Regions from separate parts of the Pelodiscus sinensis genome. Here region 1 is linked to region 2. A link is a contact called in public Hi-C data. All regions are on one chromosome and are shown on one strand. The core of a region is the stretch at or near the end of the contact, and the rest is flanking DNA. Distances in the headings are between cores, read along the strand shown. Region 1 holds the start of TRAF6 (TNF receptor associated factor 6). Region 2 holds the start of COMMD9 (COMM domain containing 9).

Region 1 (4,925 bases), core at 1,899-4,398, 160 kb before region 2:
CAGAATGGCTATGTCTACACTCACGGCTTCTTGTGCGAGTAATATGCAAATGAGGCTAAGTGTGGAATATCGCCACGCCTTATTTGCATACCTAATGAGCCACCATTTTTTTCAGAAGAGGCTCTTGCGCAAGAAGGAGCATCTACACTGCCCCTTCTTGTGCAAGAAAAACCCTGTTGCACAATGCCATTCTTCCTGAAAAATAATAGGTGTAACGGCATTGCGCAAGAGGGTTTTTCTTGCGCAAGAAGGGGCAGTGTAGACGCTCCTTCTTGAGCAAGAGCCTCTTCTGAAAAAAATGGTGGCTCATTAGGTATGCAAATGAGGCTTGGCAATATTCCACGCTTAGCCTCATTTGCATATTACTCGCGCAAGAAGCCGCTAGTGTAGACATAGCCAATGTGTGCATTTTCAGGTCTGGATTGTTGTTCTGATTCAGAGTCATCTCTTTTTGGAATCAGGCAAGGTGAAGTTCACAACATACGGCAAATGTGTCCCTTCTGAACTGTTCTGTGGCCTGGTTCCTACTGCATATTGTGATCTCAAGCTTCAAAAAGAGCTCCCTTTAACTTCCATGCACATGCTTACTTGATACTCACGTGAATCCTGTTTTTCAAATTTAATGTAGATTGGATAGAAGTTTTTCAGATTGATTTTTTTCATTGAAAAAACGGCCTTGTTCTTTAAAAAAATATCCAAAAGAATGTTTTTTTAAATTGTTTTTTCCAAAACTTTCCTCAAACATTTTTCAGTTGAAATATGTATAAAAAACTTCATTGAAATAGTATTCAAAATGTTGCATACCCTGAAACCCAGGTTTGGGAGTGTAAAACGTCAATAACCATTTTAATAAAAAGTCACTAACATGTTTGGGAAAATGGGTCTGTACTGAGCCTTAGAATCAAAGCTGATATTTCTGAAAATTTCATGATATAGACTTCATAAAATTTCAAACAGATCCAAAGTTGGAGCCAGAATCAGAAAGAAGCATTGACTTCTCATAGGTCCAGGGCCAGAAGTTGGGCATAGATGATGCTACCTTATATATTTTTAAACTCCTGTGACCACTGACAGTGGAAGGAGTAGGAGAAAAAAATCATTCCGACTCAATTACACAGTTGTAAAAGTATCTCTGAATTGGTTGCAGATTTTTGAAATCCAAAATTTTAACTAGCGTTACCATATTTGAATTTTCAAAAAAGATGCAAGTGAAATTTCAAATGTTAACAAAAAGGACAACTGTTGGATGGAAATTTGTGTTTACTGCCAATGTTGATCACCTCTATGCTATGGACCTACAAAGCCAACTCCTTTCCTCAAGGCCAAACTTCTTAAGGGAAAGCTGGAAATTGAAATGTATAGCAGCTTTTTGGTCATTTTTGCAAATTTTATTCTCCTGTTTGGAAGATTAAGACTTTCCAGTCTTCAGTTTTACCAGATACCCTTAATGGGGCAGAAATATGCAGAAACCTTACATGCCTCTTGGGTGCATGCTAATAACAAAGTCTAAATCTTGATGATCCCATGAAGTCCAAAGGCTGGTAACTCTTTGGACGTGGAGTCCCTATTTAACAAATATTGATGGCTACTGTTCGGTATTTGATCAGAGAGAGAGAAAATGGAGAGCTCCCCTCCCTACTAATTCCTTTCTGGCTCCCTAACTGCCCCCTGCAATTTCAACTGAACACTCTATTCTTCTCTACTTCTTGTCCTGAACTGTTGTAGCGTTTGCATCCTATACACAGTTTGAGGCAATATATAAAATGCACATGATATTAATTCCAAAGCAAGAGGAGATTAATGAAAAATGATAGCTTCTAAAAATAACCTCTCCGCCTAGAAAACTGAATATACTCCTCTGGTTTTGCAAACATAAAAGATAATTTAGGGTTTCCTAAGCAGAGCTATTACTAATTCTCACTTGCATTCCCCCTTCCTGAAGTGGCAAGGCAACTTTATGAATCTACCGCAAGATGGCACTGTTGACATATAAACAAGACGCGGGAGTAATTCTAAACAGAACATTTTCATTCAACCAAGCACTCTTAAACAAGGTTAGATAATACTGTGGTGAACCAACAAGCGCCTTGTCTATGGTATCACTTTCCTCTTCCTAGTATAAAATACTTATCAGGTGATTTCTTAATTTCTTGGAAGACTCTTCCTAGTACTGGTGGAGCTGAACCATTTGTACTGCAGGAGTGAAAGTCTGGGGGCGGGAAAGGGGAGCCTACTCACAAAAACTACAGTGAAAAGGAATTTCCCAGTTGCCCACCCAAAAAATATAGCTGCAAAAAAGTACTTTCAAAAGGAAGTGTTCACAAATTCTTGAGATAATTGCTGTCAACATTTTGGTCAGTGGGGATACCTAATACAGAGGGCAGTTAATCACATTGGAATATGTTAGCTATGTGGTCGGATGAGAATAGAAGCACTGACCACTGTAACACATACCTTTACATAGAATATTTCATACTAAGGTCACAACACACTTTTAGAACATTACTATAAAAAGCAGGAGCACTTTTCTATTCAGATTCCTGTGCACAATGACCATCGTTGTGCACCAAAGGCCCCATTCTACAAAGAATTACTTGGAAACCAATGGAATTGCACATCTGCTTAAAATAAAGCATATATGTGTTTGAAGTAATTGGGCCAAAAATAACCAAGTGTTTGTACAGGTGTCTCTTTTGCAACCTACAGCTGTGTGACTCCATGTAGAAATGTAAGCATGCAGCGGCATAGGTGTTTCTGTGTGAACACACGACCCTTTAAAAAAGAAAATAGGAGCTAATTCGTTCATCAGAAAGTGTTTTATATCCCCCTGCTACAGCACGAGGAAAGGAGATACAGAGTGGGGGAGGCCCAGGTGCCCAAAGGGGAGTGAAGTGTCATTCCAATGAGGGTTGAAACACCTCCTTGCAGGCGCCCTGCCAGCTGCTGCACTCCTCAGCCTCGATGCACGGGGAGAATGAGGCAAGAGAGCTGCAGATGGGCCGGCCGGAAACCAACTATACTGGCTAGGCTGAAACGACAAGGGATCGCTAGAGGCTGCAGGTGGCGGGCAGCAGCCGGCTGCAAGGGGAGGCTCAGGCAGAGCAGGGACTCCTGCACAGCAGCCTCTAGCGCCCCAAGCGGGGCGCTGCTACTGCGCGGGCTGGTAAGAGCCGGCGGAAGCCGCAGGGAGCGCTGTGTGGTGACGTCTCTTCCCTCCGGGTCCCTCTTGGCCGCGGCGCCCGCTCCTCCTCCGGAAGTGGCTGGGGCAGCAGCTGGAGGTGGCGGCTCGGCTGGAGGGTGAGTGTTCGGGCGGGGGCCCTGGAACCCACCCGCGCCTCCCCCAACCCCAGCGACCTGGGCGGCTCCCCGCCCTGACGCGGGTTCGGTTCCCAGCTCCGGCGCCCGCTGCGGTGTGTGGGCCTGGGCTCCCCGGCTAGGAAAGGGGCCGCGGCGTCTCCCGAGCGGGGGCCTGGGTTCCGGGCTGGAGCCCTGCGCGGGGCGCCGGCGGGAGGGAGAGCTGGAGCTCGCCCGGGCTGGCTTGTCCTTAAGCGCGGCCCGCAGCTCGGGGTTCCTCTTGGGCGGGGCGCGGGGGGAATCCCGGCCGGTGACGAGCCGCGGGGATGAACACTGAGAAGCCGCCCGCTCTGGTTAACTTGGAGAAGAGACGCCGTCGGGTGCCTCGGTCGCAGCCAGTGAGTCCCTGTGCGCGGGGCCAGGGGTGAGCGTGGGGGCCAGGCAGGGAGAGGGACACCCCGGGCCAGTGGCTACGGCAGCTTGGCACTTGCTGCAGCCGGAACTTCCTTCCCGTCTGGAGTTGTCATCACTTTTCGTTATCGTCGGGCACAAATGAGCAGCCGCGGGGAGGATGCCTGCTCCCACGCTGGCAGCCTGTAAACTACAATTTGATGTTTAGAAAGATCGTCCCTAGGAATTATTTTGAGGAACTCCTGTGTTCTCTAGATGGTCAGACTAGAGGACCGCCAATGGCCCTTTCTCCGGTCTTGGCTTCTCTGAAACAATATGATTTTTTTTCTCCCTTGAATGGTGACCCAGGCCTTAGTCTGATCTGTGTTTATAGACGTGGTGAGCCAGAGTCTTCTCTCGCACTTCAGAGCAAGCCCCAATGAGATTAAGATTGTATTGCTCTGCCTGAGAGGAATATTTCTGATTAGTAGATCCTTTTCCCAGATATCCAGATGGACTTCTTTTCATGCACTCTAATGGCTTGAGTGAAGAACTAGCTGTAAAAATCCTTGAGTTCTAAATCGAATTCTGTCAGAATCCTTGTATAGTCTTGGACAGATCACTTGATCTCCATCTGTTTCCATTTTCCTGTCAGTGAAATGGAGATAATAGCTGCTTTAAGTGCTTTTAGAAATGAGATCTGAGGGAGCATGTAACTTGCTTTCAAGAATGGTAGTTGCTTGATTACAGGTATTTGATAATTGTATCAAAATGTATTTACTTTCCTTACTAAATACAGTAGCTTGAAGGGTTTTTATTTGGGGTAAATTCATGGGATAGATACTGTGTATTTTCTCACTTGAAGCTGATCACTGTTGCCTTCTATTAGTTTTCTAATGCCAATGTTGGCTTTTAAAATGAGTATTCTGCACTTGTTTGGTGCTTTGAGAATAGAAACTGGTGGTAGATTCTCTTTTGAGCTTTCTCTCTATCTTTTCATCTGTTAAACTATGACCAGGCTTTAATACAGGGTTAGTATTTTTCTGACATTCATGGGATCAGTATTCAAAAAGAGTCTGACCACATGCGAGTTTGCAGTTCTCAGTGTTTGATGCGAGGATTAATATTGGTGGTGTGGGGAGGGGAAAGGAAACACTACCTAGTATAAATGTCTTAACTTATTACACAGATGGAGAGGAATAAGAGGTATGGGTGCAATAACTCTAGTTTCATTTAATATA
Region 2 (4,468 bases), core at 1,413-3,912:
TTATAATGGCTTGCTAATTTAAGCCAATAGTCGTGATGGGGTAAAGCTCAGTGGGAGATCAGATAGAGCAGAGATCATTTGTATTCTAGGTTTTAAGCCTTTCAAAGTCCTGTTGCCTTCTACTTTTAGGAGTTGTGGACACTTTCCAAATGCACAGGGTGTGCCTGGCTTTTCATATCTATTCATGTCTTTTGTGTGTGCGTTTAATTTAGCAAAACAATTGGGGAAAGAAATAACTTGTTTGTTTTCTGTTGTGATTAAATGTGTGATCCAGCAACACAGAAGTTAATGGAATCCATCATTATTGAATCTAGTTGATGTTTTTGGAAAGCTCTTTATTTTCCACATTAACTGAAATAAAACACAAGCAGTGTCCCAAAGACTAGTTTTCAGTTTCAGTATTTTCTTTTTAAAATATGCAAGAAAACTTATTTAGGTGGTTAGGTGTCAAAATTTGTCTTAATCTTTCCAAAATTGTTTCTTTAAATATGAACTAAAGATTGAACCTCTTTAGTCTGGCACTCTCTGGTCTGGCAACAACTGTGGTCTAGCATGATTTTAGATAGTCAGATGTCTACTTATGGGTGTAACCAAGTTTCCCATGGTCCTATAAAATTTGTTTACAACCACCAGTCCTGATTCTCGGTGATTTGTGCTGTTCTCTAGCTCTAATTTACCCCTAAAAGTCTTCTAACAGCCCAGTAAGCAGTGGAAGTGTTAGTAATGCTGCTAGACAATATTTACCTCCCGTGGTTTGGCAAATTCTCTGGTTTGGCCCCGGTCAAATCCCGAGGGTGCCAGACGAGAGAGATTCAATCCATAATCGTACATTTACCCGGCATTACTTGGACCATTCACTCAAAAATGTTTTTGAAAATAAAAGAAAAATGTACATGCTTTATTTAAATTATTGGAAAATTACAGTATTATTATATTAAGTTAATGTTTATTTCAGATTTCTTGTAAAAAGGAATTGTTAATTTTTTCCTCCCTAAAGGGTGCCAGGGTGTGTGTTGGAGACTTGGGGCTAGAGCAATCCAGAGGAGATGGGGAGAGGAAGGTGGTCCCTTTCACCTTCCTGGTGATTCTGTTTCTTTTCTGTATGATTTTATGAGAAGCACTCCCATTCTAGGCACATCCCATTGTCCTGGCACCACCAAACCCCCCACCTAGCTTTAAGTTGTGATAAGAGGAAGCTCTATACCAAAGTTGGTGATCCTAGCTCTTACTGTTTAGGAGGAAAGCTTCAGGGAGTAGCCGAGTTAGTCTGTACAGGAGAAACTTAAAAAACAACAAATGGTCTGGTAGCACTTTAAAGACTAACAAAACATGTAGATGGTATCATGAGCTTTTGAGGGCACAGCCCACTTCTTCAGATGACTGGAGACCAAACCCACAGTCAGATGCTCTTAAAGATATAGTCGATTAAAAGAAATTTTGAAATATAGAAAGGGGGTGGAGGGTTGTCTGCCACTTCTATCCTTACAGAAGAGAACAAAACTAGCCAAATTGAGTATCCGCCCAAGTATGATTTTGTATCGTTAGACTACTGTCTTTCAAGGTCTCTCCCTTGTTTTTACTGGAATAAATAGGTTTATCGTGTAATTTCTATGGAATATACTTTAAGAGGTTACCCACACTCTTAAGAGAAAATCCAATCAAATCTTTGTATCTATATGGGACACTGTACAATGTGTTAAGACCTGTTTGTTACAACATCCAGTCTTTACTATTTTTTTTCTCATACCTCTATGGGGTAACCAGTGCATCAGAGTGAAGGCCAACTTCTTGCTTAAAATATGTGGATATAAAAAGGATAACAAAAATTAAAGATATAATGGTAGACTGGTCTCCTTCAATTACATGTGTAACAAATATCAGCTACTACTACCATCTCACAGTTCCTTCTTTCAAAGGCTATGAAAGGGTAACGAACAATGGATCTGTTTCAACCCTCACCTCTAGAAGAACTCATAAAGAAATGTGGGAACACAAAAGTCATCTTGTAGGAATTATGTGTAAGTGGCTCAATGCTTTGCATTATCCTCTCAAATCTCCGTATCAAAGACAAATGGGGAAAAGAACTTAGCCTTATTATTATAACAGAAACCTGGAAGATATCTGGCTTAGGCTCCATCTAAACTAAAAGAAAAAGGGTTTTTTTTTTCTAAAAAATGGCCCAGTCTACACTATGGGTTTTTTTTTTGCAAAAACCTCTTCCGCAAAAAGGATCAGAAGAGAATATGCGAATGAGAGTGCGAGATTTGCAAATGAGCATTTCCTCTTCTGCAAAAAACAAACAGTATAGACGGAACCTTAATGTGAAAGAGATTTGTTCTTTCAGTTACTACTGGATTCCAGAACATTTGTTTAAAGCTAGATTAACAACACAATGAATGCTAGAGATACAAACAACCACATGCCAGCCTTTCACACATCCTCTAAACCCGACTAAAAATGCACATTCTTCAGGAACACCATAGTCAGTGCACGCTCAAAAACCTTAAGTTTCCTTCTCCAAGCTTGTGTATTTTTGGGTTGCTGAATGAGCTGTTATTACTAGTTAACATTGAGAAATGGATTGTAACTCTTTTAGTACCCTCCCCCCCATTTTTTTTTTTTTTATATAAAATGGAACTTTGCAGTTCCTCCCTCAGACCCAGACTACCACAGCAAGTTGTCTACTACTTCATTAATGGAAAATATGTCTCTCCACTAGAAACACTTGGTAAAAGATGAGTGCGTCTGATCACACGTGAAATGATTACATGCTTCTGCAGGTTAGTGTATAATAGTCTCTGATTGTCAGAGGTTATGCTTTCATGTATGTAGCTACTTAGTTGCTTAACTTATGCCCTGCATGACCTCTGTGGGTCCAGGATTTTTTGTTTGGTGAAGTTTTGCTTTATTTTTCCAAGTGTTATAAATAATGAACATTGAATTTTGTAATTTAGATGGCATTTCCTTCTTGCACATATGCTTTGTTTTATGTCTTTAAATTTTATATGAAATAAAAAAATAAGTTTTTTAAAAAAATAAGTGAATGGAAGCTTTACCATGTGCTTTATTATTTGCAAAACTGTAGAGTGTAGGAGCTCCAGTCATGGATCAGAATTTCATAGTGTTAGTCACTATATAAACCCAGAACAAAAAGACAGTTTGTGCCCCAAAGAGTGTAAGATTAAGCTTTAAGTAGTAATACTTTTAAATAATTAAAAATAGCAGCAACAACAAGGGATTGGATGATTCAAGGAGTTGATTGTTAATGGGATATGGATCATTTCATCTCAGCATTTAGATTACCCTGTTTAAATCTAGGCTAGGTCACTGGCAAAGAAGAGATTTTATGTTGGTGTTTGGAGACCCATGCAAAGTGAGCAGGTGGAACTCCATGTTCTGATCACTAGCCATGAAGCTATTGCAATGTCAGGTGTTCACTTAGTGCCTGGGGGGGCAATCTGAGAGGGGAAGTCAAGGATAAAATGAACTCAGACTCTGAATTACCTACTCTCCCCTGGAGGTTAGGATTGAATTTATTTGTTTGTTGGTGGGAGGAAATGATATACTTGCTCTTCTATAGCCCTTGATGCCACCTTTCACCAGAGCTACATTTATTACAAAAACAGACAAAATAGGATAAAGTGATTGAAAACTGGGTCAGGCAGCACCCCTAATTCAACACATGGTCTGCACTGCTGTATGAATTTATCCGCTATTGATACTAAGAATGCAGTATTGCAGAAGGTATATTCCACAGCTTGCTTTAGGACCGTGGTGTCCAACCAGTTTGTAAGCAAACTAGCCATACTCAACCGGCCAAATAGCCACATTTGGCTAGTGTGTTGGACACCACAGCTTTAGCGAATAACACCATGGAGTTTCACTCTTTGGCCCTTCTTTAACTGCATGGGACATTCCCGGTTGCTTCTTAGGAAGAACCAGCATTTAAATGGGCTTTTGTTGTGATGCTTGGTGACACCTAGTGGTTAAAGAGGGGAGGTGCAATGGATAATAAATAATGGGGGTCCATGGGTTGGGAGAGAGGAAAGGAGGCAAAAGAATCAGCAGACTATCACAGGACTTTATATTTATAGGCTATGCTGCCACATATCTTGGTTTGTGTCCAGTGGCTGCAGACAAATGCAAAAGGCTGTGATATGACAAGCCTTTGTAATGAAAGCAGAACAAACCAGTTTGTTTTTATAGAATTCACTATATTCCCCCCAGCCTCTTGAAGTTTCACTCAATTCTAATGCTGAAGGTTGTAATCCAGGGTTCTGAAAGGATCAGAATGTCTCTTTGGCTCTGTCTACTCTGGGAAACTGATCTCGTGACAACAATGGGTTCCAAAATGGGCTTTCCACAAATGGCCTTGATGACAAATTAACTGACAGTATAGGTGGGGAAAGGAACCATTCCAATGCCATTGCAGAAGGCATGACTGAGACTTAGGCCAGGTATACACTCA

Evidence for each region. A called contact is a pair of places that touch in the nucleus more often than the background predicts.
Region 1: a contact with region 2 is called in a Hi-C map of an unstated tissue, with 7 times the contacts expected there. The contact joins the promoter of TRAF6 here to the promoter of COMMD9 in region 2. A contact is called at or near these places in 3 of 5 Hi-C or Micro-C datasets (blood, liver and an unstated tissue).

What each region holds. Positions count from the first base shown.
Region 1 is chr4:76,619,354-76,624,278 of ASM4963464v1, reverse strand. TRAF6 (TNF receptor associated factor 6) reads left to right here and starts at 3,148. Exons shown (of 7, transcript XM_075927505.1): 1 at 3,148-3,297.
Region 2 is chr4:76,463,221-76,467,688 of ASM4963464v1, reverse strand. COMMD9 (COMM domain containing 9) reads left to right here and starts at 2,662. Exons shown (of 7, transcript XM_075927501.1): 1 at 2,662-2,780. All of the region lies in intron 1 of LOC142829161 (a long non-coding RNA gene), which reads right to left.